Regions from separate parts of the Rattus norvegicus genome. Here region 2 is linked to region 1. Evidence: chromatin contacts called from public Hi-C data. All regions are on one chromosome and are shown on one strand. The core of a region is the stretch at or near the end of the contact, and the rest is flanking DNA. Distances in the headings are between cores, read along the strand shown.

What was found. A called contact is a pair of places that touch in the nucleus more often than the background predicts.
Region 2: a Hi-C map of hepatocytes shows a contact between it and region 1, with 2.6 times the contacts expected there. The contact joins two enhancer-like sites. A contact is called at or near these places in 8 of 12 Hi-C or Micro-C datasets (the A7r5 cell line, the Rat2 cell line, hepatocytes and 3 more).

What each region holds. Positions count from the first base shown.
Region 1 is chr7:35,877,495-35,883,487 of GRCr8, forward strand. All of the region lies in intron 10 of Poc1b (POC1 centriolar protein B), which reads left to right. Among named protein-coding and RNA genes, the nearest start is that of Galnt4, 69 kb to the left of the region's middle. Within about 2 kb of position 3,642, at least 25 of the 93 cell types and tissues checked have an H3K27ac peak or open chromatin away from gene starts, as enhancers often do. A contact at or near this core is called in hepatocytes and liver, where this site is marked.
Region 2 is chr7:36,167,424-36,173,416 of GRCr8, forward strand. No RefSeq gene overlaps it. Among named protein-coding and RNA genes, the nearest start is that of Dusp6, 190 kb to the left of the region's middle. Within about 2 kb of position 3,503, at least 23 of the 93 cell types and tissues checked have an H3K27ac peak or open chromatin away from gene starts, as enhancers often do. A contact at or near this core is called in hepatocytes and liver, where this site is marked.

The sequences.
Region 1 (5,993 bases), core at 2,392-4,891:
CTCATGACTTGGGGCTGGAGAGATAGCTCATCAGTTAAGAGCACTGACTGCTCTTCTAAACGTCATGAGTTCAATTCCTAGCAACCACCTGGTGGCTCACAACACTCTGTAATGGGATTGATGCCCTCTTCTGGTGTGTTTGAAAATAGCTACAGTGTATTCAAAAAGCAAAAAAATAAACAAACAAGCAAACACACAAAAACTTCCCGACTTGAAGACTCTAAGTGTTCTCAAGAGTTTGCTATGAAGGTGGGCTTGTCACCAGCTAGAACAAAAGGGTACTTATCCCTTGAAGATAACCCAGGGGAACCAGAGTCAGCTAGTTTATGTGGTATGCGTGGGACTTTGATGTAGGAGTGTCATCCACAAGAGGGGAGCACTCCATAAAACAGTCAGTTGTCCACAAGAAGGGAGCACTGGCCTGAGAAATGTGAAAATGCCTTTTTGAAACAGAGCCAGTCGAATATCAGTGACTTCACTTTACAAGAAAGATTCTAAGGGATGATTTTAAAAGTAGCCATGCCAAGCACCATGGCACATTCTAATTTAGAATTCAGAAGTCAGGGGCAGGAGGTTTTGCGTTTGAGGCTATCTGAACTATATAGTAAAGACTTGGAGAGACAAAGGGCTGGGAACGTGTGTCTATAGCAGTTTGCCCAGCACACAGAAGCTACACTAAAGTGAGTCTTAGCGGCCCTCTCGTGTCTCCCTGTGGAGAGGAAGTTAGGCATGCAGTGTAACGGTGGCATCTTTGTGGCTTGCACTTCTGTCTCTGATGCCTGACAGAAATTTTGATATAATATTTGCCCATCAAAATCAGTTGTTACCAATCTGTATTTTTAAAGCACAGTTGCTCCCACCCCCCAGGTGTTTCTCTGCAAAAGGTTAGTATTGGCTACCATATACTATATACCATATACCATATACCATATAGACATGGTTTTAAACTGTTTATCTTCTCAAATACCTTAATTTTATTTTGATTCATTCAAGTCACCTATATAATTTTTTGGCTTTTTAAAGAATTTTTTCTTTAGGGTTCTGGTTGAGTCTTAATATTTTCACAGAAATGGGCCATGGGTCTGCCATCAAATTTTGAGTCAGAGATGGGTAGGAATAGCCCAGCAGTTGAGGTTTTGCTAGCATGCTTGAAACCCTGAGCTCCATCGCTAACCTGGGAGGAGATTATTCATAGCCATTTAGCATCTACCATCTACGATGTGGCTGCACAGGTAGGGTGTTCCAGAGTCACTTTGCCACTCTCCTCAAATAGGAATAAGACTGGAGAACTAAAGAGATAGCTCTGTCTGTAAAGTACGTGCCATGGAAGCAGGGGGATCTGAATTCTCAAAAACCGTGTATAAAGCTGGGTGTAGTGGGGAGAGCCAGTAATCCTAGAGCTGAGGAGAGCCTGGATATGAGGGTATCGGGGCTCAGTGACCAGACGGTCTAGCCTAGTTGGCAAGGTCCAGGCCAGGTAGAGACCTAATCTCAAAAGACAAAGTGAATGACTTCCAAGAATGGCACCTGAATTTGACCTCTGGTTTCCATGTTTACCTACATATGCTACCTACAGACAGACAGACAGACAGACAGACAGACAGACGACAGACACAGGCAGAGAGAGAGAGAGAGAGAGAGAGAGAGAGAGAGAGAGAGAGAGAGAGAGAGACCTGTTACCTTCAGGTAAATTATAGTCTTAAGGTTTGTTGTCAGGGTCTGAGGTTGTTGTTGTTGTTGTTGTTTGTGGATTTTTGTTTGTTTTTGTTTTGTTTTTTGAGGCTGGGTTCTTCTGTATAGCCCCAGGCAGTCCTGGAACTCCCTCTGTAGACCAGGCTGGCCTCTAACTCAGAGATCCCTCTGCTTCTGCCTCACAAGTGCTGAGATTAAAGGTCTGGGCCACCACCCACAATTTAGCCTTACGTTTTAATGTGTTAGGTTTATTATTTGTCCTACAAGTAGGTGAACAAAATGAGGTCAGCACTCCACAGTTGTTCTTTGGATTGCCAAAACACCAAATCCTTTCCCAAGAACTGGGATGGTGTCTTTATCTCTTTCCTGACCAGGACGTATAGTGTAAATACAACATATGCCTTTCTTTAGAGTTGGAGACAGCATTTCAGATCAAAGTAACTGTTTATAATAAACTGAGAGTTAGTTACATTATAGAAAAAAAATCTCAGAATGTGCAGTTCTCTAACCCATTAGCCGAGATAAAGACAGGCTGTCCACAGAAGCATGGCAGAGAGCTCCGCTGAGTTGCCTCAGCCACACCCACACTGGGCAGGCGAAAGCACGACCACTGTCGAGGGAACATGTTAACGTGAGAGTTCTCGTGTTCCTGAGGTGAGTGTTAGTCACCTGGGGAAGACGAGAAGACTCGTCCAAGAGAAATCAGCCCTTGGCCTGACAGAGGATACTATTTGTTATTGTTGTTTGTAAACTGGAATATTTCAGTAAGAAAGCAAGGTTTAATATAGTCCTTCCTTCAATTTTTTTTGAAAGTGTGTACCATGATAATAAAACACACACTAATCTACTTCTGATCTCTCTGCTCCCTGCATCCTGTCCCCCCAGCCCCCAGCCCTACACCCACTCTGTCCCTGCTTAGTTCCTCCCTCCCTGAGCTGACTTTGGAGCTTAAACTTGTGAATGTCTTGCCTTAGCCCCCCCCCCCCCCCCCATGCGTGGCACCTTTAGGTCCTTTACATTGCCGTACCAACAGGTGGCAGATTTGAGCAAGCCCTGGAGAGATGTGTGCTCATCTCCATCCATGTCTCTCAGTAAATATTAACTGAGGATACCCGCTTACATACATACTTCTCTGTGTCATTCCCCATTCTCAGCTTTAAAGAAAAAGAAGCAATAAATTAAAACCTGTGCAGAAAAGCTCAGAGAAACAGGCACGTCTCAGATTAAAAACATAGACTTTTTAGGGCAGTGGATCAAAACACTACAAAGTAAAGAAAAGCACTTCGGGCAAGGCACGAGGCTGCAGGAATGTGGTCCAGACATCTGTCGCATGGCAGGTGCCATCTGAGTAAGTGTGGCACTGGGACAAGGAACTAGGAAACTAAGGAAATAATAACCTCAGACAGTGGTGGCTTGACACTAGGCAGGAGCAAGGGAGGGGGTCAGAGATGGCAAGCTTCTGAAGATATTTTGAAGGCAGAGCCAAGAGGATTTCCTGACAGATTGGATGTCAGTTGCGGGATTCCCTATCTCCTCTCCCAGGGGACAGTAAGGTGTAGCCCTGAATAATCCCAGGGCAGCTGGAAATATCTTCTGGCTCAGCCTCATCTTGACAAAGAGCCATGGGCAGAAAAATCATTGTAGTTTTCTTATCTTAGGTTCTAGAATCAGGGGAAGGAAATTCTCTGCCTTTTTCTGTGACTTCGGGAAGTGCCCTGCTAAATGCCATGTAGATTTGAGTTTCTCAGCAAAGCACATTTGGTTTCTCTTTTGCAGAAGATTTTTTACATCAGCCTATTTGAGGGAAGAGAACGGTTGCCCACTTTCATGGACCATATGGTACATACTACCTACAAAATAATATTGTATTGACACATCTGTGGACACAGGGAGAGTAGACTTGCAGACAGAATATTTCCACGGGTGTTGTGGCAACAGTACATCCTGGTTACTAGACAACATTGTGTAACTAGTTCAGAGTTATTTCAGTTTCTAACTGCTTATGTAAGCAAAGCTTCGGAAGGACTTATTTGAAAGAACACAGTGTCTGCAAATTCAAGTGTCTCTAAACTAAAATGTATAACTTTTACCGCTTAAAATGCACATGCAGGCTGGAGAGCGTGTTAGGAGCACTGGTTTCTCTTCCAAAGTACTCGAAGTTCAATTCCCAGCACCCACATTGACCGCTAACAACTATCTGTAACTCCAGTTCCAGGGCACCCACATCCCCTTCTGCATGCAGACAAAACATCCACGAAGATAATGTAACTAAATAAATGTTTTAAGCACTGGCATGTATTGTGGAAACTGCTAAAGCTTTCAGCGCCAAACTGTCCCTTCCCTTGTGCACTTTGAAACTGATTTTAAAGCAGCATCAACAGGAGTGTTTGGTGTGTTAAAGGAACATGCCATCCTTTCTCTGCATGGAGCTCCCATTATCTTTTGTTCAATTTCTCTTTCTGTGAAGGAAATGGTGTAGGCCAGGAGTGCCATTTTCCACCCACAGTAATCTGCTCTGCAGTAAAAATCATGACAAGAAGTCTAAGTTGTGTGATTGAGGTATTGTTCCCTCCCCCAAAATGCTAATTTGAGCTTCTTTAACTTTCTAAGTCATAGGGAAAGGAAATTCAATGAATTTACCAAAAATCGTATACAAATCAAATTTTTATAAATTGTCCTAGTTAGCTAATACTTTGTTCTGTTTCTTTTCTGTCGTGACAAGAGAGGTTTCTTTTTCTATGTTAAATGTATCTTTTAAAACAGGAAACTCTACAAAAGAATTCTTTGTAATCTGCTATTGGCTGCCTAACAAAGTAAATAAATGTTGCAAGTCCCTTTAGAAAATGAGCACATTTCTGGGCAGTGGAGGTGTTGAAGCTGCAGATCTTATTTCTGCCTCTAACTTCCTGCTGTACTATGTTTCTAAACTGTGCCTGGACCCCAGAGACACCTCCAGTCTTCTCTCTGGCTGGGAATCCAAGCTGCATCCCCAGTTCCCACAGCTGAGGCGAAGGCATGCGGAAAATGCCCGCAGTCCTCAGCCCACACATCCAGTGACAACTGGTTCCTTCCTCTTCCTGTGGAAAAGCAGCATCCTCTGAGATGAGAGGACATGCCCCCTGAGGAATGCAAGAGCAGCAGTGAGCTTTCACACAGGAAATTAGTTACTTGGGGATAGCACTCCGAAAATGCTTGTCTCCTGGAGGATGTCAGAGAGAAGAGCTTCCCGCCCACCCAGAGGAATGAATGCCTGGCCATCTGCAGGGCTGTGCAATAAAGTGACCTGACTTTTTGCCCTTCTGTGCATGGTACCCATAAGAGTTTGAGTTTTGGGGTGCTGTTTACATAGAAAGGTTGGCTCTGATGCTTCCCTGACAGTGAGTTCCGTGGTGGGAGGAGTGGCCTGCTAAAGTACACTTTTTGTTAGTTAGTCCTTAGTGTTTCATGACTATGAAATCTCCGGGCTTCCAGAGATTGACAACTCATAATCTTGGCTATTGAGGCCAGAGCTAGACTTGCTTACTTCTGTCTCTTGTCAGTTCTCTTCTTTTACTTTTGGGTCAGTCAGACATCATAGAAGATCTCATATGTGGTACAGTCATACATCCTCAAGCCCAGATAAAGAACAGTGTTGCTGGATCAGGCAGCCAGTCCCAATACTTAAACTTCAAACGGATATGATTTGAATTCTCCATTTGACAAATATTTCAGAGTAATTTGATTTCATTTTTTCTAATTCCTACGGCATTTTCTTTTTCTTCCCTTGAGAGAGCGATAAGACTCAGATTTTACATGCACTTTTAAGCCTTTTACAAATCGCTGGGAATTTTGGTGGGTTACTGTGGTTCTGGTGGTGTGGTTCTTTACTTATTTGTTTTAAGTCGAAGAGGAGATGGAGCAGGAATGCCAGGCACTTCCTCTTCCTCTCCAGAATGTCTTTTTAATGAGCATTCCTCTTCCCTCCTCAGGAATGCAGTGTTTGGGTTCACAGGGTCCCTCTGAATGTCTAGGGTCTGATAGAGCAGTCATTTTCTTTGTTCCCAAGCTTTCAAAAGGTCATTGATCAGTGGATTTACTATCTCGTCTCATTTCCAAGCTCTCTTTTAAAAAAATAAACATCTAAACCTCTGTAGGGAATTCCTCCTGTTAGATCTTTGCTGTTAAAGTAATAATTACAGCTAATGCTGTTGAGTTAGAACCTAAATGATGCATAATCGGTCACAGGAAAGAATGAATAAGACATAAATACAAAGATCTCTATAAAGAAATGCTTATCCCAGCATTACTTATAATAAAACCAA
Region 2 (5,993 bases), core at 2,253-4,752, 290 kb after region 1:
CAGTCCTTTCTCTGATTCCTTCAACGGGGGTCCCGTTCTCAGTTCAGTGGTTAGCAGCAGACCGTTTTTAAGTGTACCCTTTTCCTGATCCTAAGACTTTGAAGACAGTGAATATTTTTTTTTAACATCTTTGAGCAATTTGAACAACCAGTTTTCTCTAACAGTAAAACTTAAATGGTGATAGGGAAAAGTCTTTCATGTAGAAGACAAACCTGGTCTAGACAAACATTCCTTTCTTATTTATGGCCTTTGCTGTCTTCTTCCTCTTCTCTTCTTCCTCTTCTATCTCTCCTCCTTCTCTTCCTCCTCCTTTTTTTTTTTTTTTTGGTTCTTTTTTTCGGAGCTGGGGACCGAACCCAGGGCCTTGCGCTTCCTAGGTAAGCGCTCTACCACTGAGCTAAATCCCCAGCCCCCTTTTTTTTTTTTTTTTTTGAGACAGTTCCTAGACTTCTATCTCTGGAGGCTCTGCCCTCCATGAATAGCATGCCTCAGGTTAGACTGACTCTTTTGGTATGCTGAGTCATTGTTTGGAGATAAAAACTTGCTCTATCCTGATAGTTTAATGCATTAAGAAATTGGCTCCCAGACTCAATCAAGGTCTCAGGTTCAATCAAGTTCCTACTGTATTAGCTAAGACAGAATTCTTTGTTAGTATGTAAGTACTGAGGAGGATCCTGTAGTTTACATTTAGATTTTTAGGAAATTTTCAGACTTACAACAAAGTGATGCTACAGAGAATATGTATGCTCCCCCACACTCCTCTTAACACTCCTTCACATCCACCATTTCCCCCAATAGCAACATCCCCTATCAACAGGGTACACTTGTTACAAATGATGAGCCAACATAGAACAATGTAACTGCCCCAGTCTATGGCCTACATTTGAGTTCACTTGCTGTTAAGCATAGACTTGGATAACTATGTAACAACATTAATGTGCCATATAGTATCAGACAGAGTTTTCATTGTCAAATATATTCCTCTGAGCTCTGTGTAATTATTTCTCTCTCCCTTAATCCTCGCAAAACCACCGATTTATTTATTTAATCCTATTACAGAATTTTGTCTTTTCCAGAATGACATCACGTTGGAATCATATGGGATGCACCCTTTCTTACTGGCTTCTTTCACTTTATCACTATGCATTTAATACATCCATTTTTTCCAGTGCTTTGCTTTTGTAGTCTTATGAAGTTGAACCGAGGCTTTACATATGCTAGGCAAATACTCTACCACTGAACTGCATTCTAAGCTTGCTATTGGTTCATTTCTTTGTAGCACTGAGAAAAACCTCACTCAATGTGTCAGAATTCATCTATTCACTGATGAGGGACATCTTGGCTGCATCGGAGCTTTCATAACTATGACTGAGTGTGCACCATTCACACTCAGGTTCTTGACCGAACACATGTTTTCAACTCCATTTACTGAACACCAAACGGTGATTGGTATATCGTACAGTTTATGTTTTGCACAAAGCTGTCAAATTGTTTTCTATAATGATGGTACTATTTTGTATTCTCCCAACCATAAATGACTTCTGGTGGTCCACACCCTTATAGCAATTTAGAATGGTCAGCGTTTTGGGGTTTGACTATTCTCACTGTTACTTCAATTTTCATTACTTTGGTAACAATAAATACATGACGTGCATAGAGATTTATATTTACAAATGCTGCAATGGGGAATGAAGAGTTCAGTCAGGAAAGTACTAGCCATGCGAGCATGGGGACTTGAGTTCAGCTTCCTGGCACCCACTTATAAAGTTGGGAAAATAGACTGTGACTATATATAACCAGAGTGCCAGGAGGCAGGGACTAGGATGGGAAGAGGAAGGTACCTGGGACTTTCTGGTCAGTCCATCTAGCCAAATCATAGAGCCCCGAGATCAGTGAGAGATTGTGTTTCAAAAGTGTGGTGTGAAACAGAGGTTCTCAGCCTATAGATTGCAACCTGTTTTGGAGTCTAATGACCCTTTCCCAGGGTCACATATCAGATATCCTGCATGTCAGATATTTACATTATGATTCATAAGAGTAGCAAAATCACACTGTCCTCTCTAGCCTCCATGCATAGACACATGCAAACGCACATGCATGTGTGTGTGTGCACGCGCGCACGCATACACACACACACACATACACACACACACACACCCACACACACACACACACACACACATTCACACACTGCCATAGTGGTTAGGGGTAGAAATGGCATTATTATTTCTGTGTAGAAACAAAGACCTGAGTATTCTTAGCATGATAAATATTATCATAGCCCTAAATCGTTTGTTTCTTCTTTAATAGAAAAACAAAACAAACAAATGAACAAAAAAACCAAAACAGAAACCCTAGACATGAACTCAGGACTGAGGTGTTAGCATGTTAAAAAGAGGGAACTAAAGAGATTGGTGAGGATTGCTGTAGTTGAGTTAGTAATAATGAGAGAGGAAAAAGGCCTATCTTTAGTCATAACACTCAGGGATGACTTTCGGATCCAGAAACGGATGGGAGTAAGTAAAAGGGGATGTTCCCTCAGTAGCTTGATGATTTTGGCAACAGTCCAACCAGTGTTGCAAGAAAGGAAGCAGCCTCAAGATGAAAATCTCGTACAGGCTGGCATCTGCCCAAAGCTGAAATGTTGACAGAGAAGTGCGGGTACACCCCAAAACATCCTGATTAATTTGCAGGTGTTGTGCAAAACCGAGTGGGAAAAGAAAAACCATACTGCACCCTAGGCAGATTCTGCTGGTGTGAAGAGTGTTCGATAATACCAAAACCTTAGGACGAGAGAGAATGGTTCCGTATTTTCATTGTACACTGCAGCCTTTCTCAGAGACTCATCATCTTGTTGATCTGGAAGGGATTTCTCAGAACAAGTCTCCCAGTGGAGTTGGATTGCCCAGAAATTCCCTTCAAACAAAATCTCATGACACTATGCTGAACTGGGGTAGAATGGATGTTATTAGTAGAAATAATTTCGTGATTTTAATTTCAACAAAAGCACTCATCCCAAAGCTGATTAACCGAGTCAATGCTGTAATCAGAAGACTTGAATGAGAACCACTGTGATGCGATTTGTATGGCGTACTTACCAGTCTTTTTTATTTTCGTATTGTTTGGGTCTCTTTAGACATTGTGAAACAGATTCTGATTAGCACAAGATTTGCGAATGAGAGGTCTTAGTAATCACCTTGTAGTCTTGCCGGTACCCTGGCTGTAGGAAAAATCATCCTTTTGAGATCAACAGAAATCTGAGTCAGGTTGGAAATGCAAGTCAATGCACCCAGCACTGGCTAGCATAGAGCTCCTTGGTTTAAAACGTTATGGCAGTTAAAGTATTATTTAAAAGGCTAAAACACCAGCCTCTGCTGCCGTGTTGTGTTTAAACCTCAGCTCACACTTGCTCCCATTGAACCCAGGGAACACTGCTGGCCATTGGAGGTGCTGCGATCATTATTTCCCAAGAACTAGAGAGTGGGCAAACCGACAAAACAAACAAGCTGGGCGCTGTTAAATAAATGATTTACATTCCTTTCAGGAAATGTCACAATGAGGACTTCAAGCTGGACTTCTCCAGTGCTTTTCTGTTTGATTTTCAAGCAGAACGAACCGAACACAATGTGTAACGTTCACTAATTGCCAGTTTTATTCTGTTAGCATCTTACTTAGAATGTGTCTCGGAGCCCAGTAATCTATCTCATTAATGTGTCTTTCACCAGTTAGGTTTAAAGTCCCTTCCTAAAGGGGCCAAGCTCCTGTGTTTTCTTATTGCCATGAGTGTAAGTAGGGAATTAATTTGCACACAGTAGGGGATTGGTCACTTGCACACAGTAGGGGATTGGTCATATTACTGGTTCTGCATTTAAGCTGTCTGGGAACTTATTCTCAAGCAAGCATTTATTAATGTAATGTATTTGGTGTGGGGCATTATGCTAATGCTTCTGACCCCAGTATTGTCACTACATGGAGTGAGTCATCTATAATTTTGTTTAAAATAACGTAAACCAATTTTATGTACTATTAATTAAAGGAGTAGGTGTTGAGTGTTCACTATTGTTTTAGTTCAGTGCTGACTCTTTGGAAGCTTGGTCTTGAGGGCAGTTGGATTATAGAAATATAAGAAACTACCATGTCCAAGATGGTTATTCTTACTGTTGGCCATTAAAACAGACTTTTAATGGTTACTATTATTTCTTCGTAAATTGATTGTTCCTTTGCCTAATTTATCAATGCCATTCTGGTCACTAAACCTCATTATGTAATTTTTACCATCAGTGTTATAAGTAGAAACAATTATAAATTTGTGTTTGGTTGAGAGAACGTGTCAACAAATCGTGTTTATATTTTCATACCATAAGGACAGTACTTGTAGAATGAATGGTATGCTCATTTTAGCTTTAAATTTTTTTTGACATTTCTTAAGGTTTCTAATTTCTTTAATTTACATTGTCATCCTTCTAAAATGTTTTCAATTACAAAGTGTCAACTTTAATTTCTCTTTTCATCTCTTGGGTGCCTTTTTGCTCCAGCTGGACTGGCTGTTCTTTTTGAACATTTAGCAGTTTTCATTTCGTGACTGATAATTTTATTATCCTGAAACTATTTCTTGACCTGAAAAAAAATTTTTTTGGTGGGGGGGTTGGTTTCCTGCCTTCTTTTCCCAGAAAAGTTTTTGTGAAGTGTGTTTCCAGTTGTACGGGTGTATAAAAAGTAAAGGTTCCACATATAATTAGTCTCTTTAACATTTAAATTCAAATTAGCCCTCTATGTAAAAGTTCCCAGGGGCAGGAAGCTTCACTTATTATCTGATTCCATTTGATCCTGTAACCCCAAGCTTTTTGCCAAAATGATGAATCTTCTTCCGGTGTGTTCGGGAACATTGTGTGACCTCTGTAAGATCATTATGGATCCCCGGGAAAGCATCCGTGTGCTTTCTGCTGCCAAAGTGAAGCCCAAGCTTCTGTGAGCTCGGAGTCTCTACCATGGCATCATGGAAATCCCCTTAAGTCTCTGCCATATTGGAGATGGTCTCTTCAGGTTCCTGTAAACTTCTTCCTCTTTCTTGGTTTACTCTCTCCATCGCTACAGAGGAAGGGACTGTGGGTGATACAACTTTTTTTTTTTTTTTTTTTTTGGTCTTCTGTGTTTGAAATGTTTTTCTTTTCCTCTTTTTTTTAAAAAAATAATACATCCTATTAATTTACTCTGCGTTTCTGCACACACATGCATGTACCCAGCTGTGGAGGTCAGATGCCAATTGTGAGGAGTTAGTTTCTCCTTCTACCTTGTTTGTAGCAGAGTCTGTCTGCCCTTTGATTTTAGAAACTTTTACTTTTTGAAAGATTCCCATATATGCCTCCTGTCTTCCTGTAGAAATGATGGGTTTATAGACACACCTAAGCACATCTGGCTTCATGAATTCTGGGGATGGAACACAGGTCACCAGACTTGCAGAGCAGTGCCTTGACCCACTCAGACATTTCTCTCTGGCCTTATTTGAAGTCTTGTAGACAATCTGAGTGAAGTTCAAAACTGACAGTCAGTATTTCTTAGACTTTTAAAGGTATTTATTCTGTAGCCACTAAAATTGTCACTGAAAATCCAATTATTATTATTACTATTATTATTATTATATTGCTATTTGACTCATGGTTTCATGTGTATGCTTTTCTTTATGATCTGGAAGGATTAAAATCTTTTCCCTCTTTGCATTTGCGAAGCTCATGATCTTGCCTTTGGTGTGGATTTTGGTTACTCATGCTGTGGAGAAGTCGGTGAGTAAGTGCAGCTCAGTTCTTAGAAATGTCAGTAGATGATTTTGTTGTTTTCTTTTCTTATCTGATACTTCCGTTGGTTTCATGTTAGCATCCTGCTCTGTTTTTCTTGACTTTTAAACTTCATATGGGTTGTTTCATCCCTAGTACATTTTACATTTCTGATATCTTTTTAACTTCAAGAGCTGTACATACATACATGCATACATATAT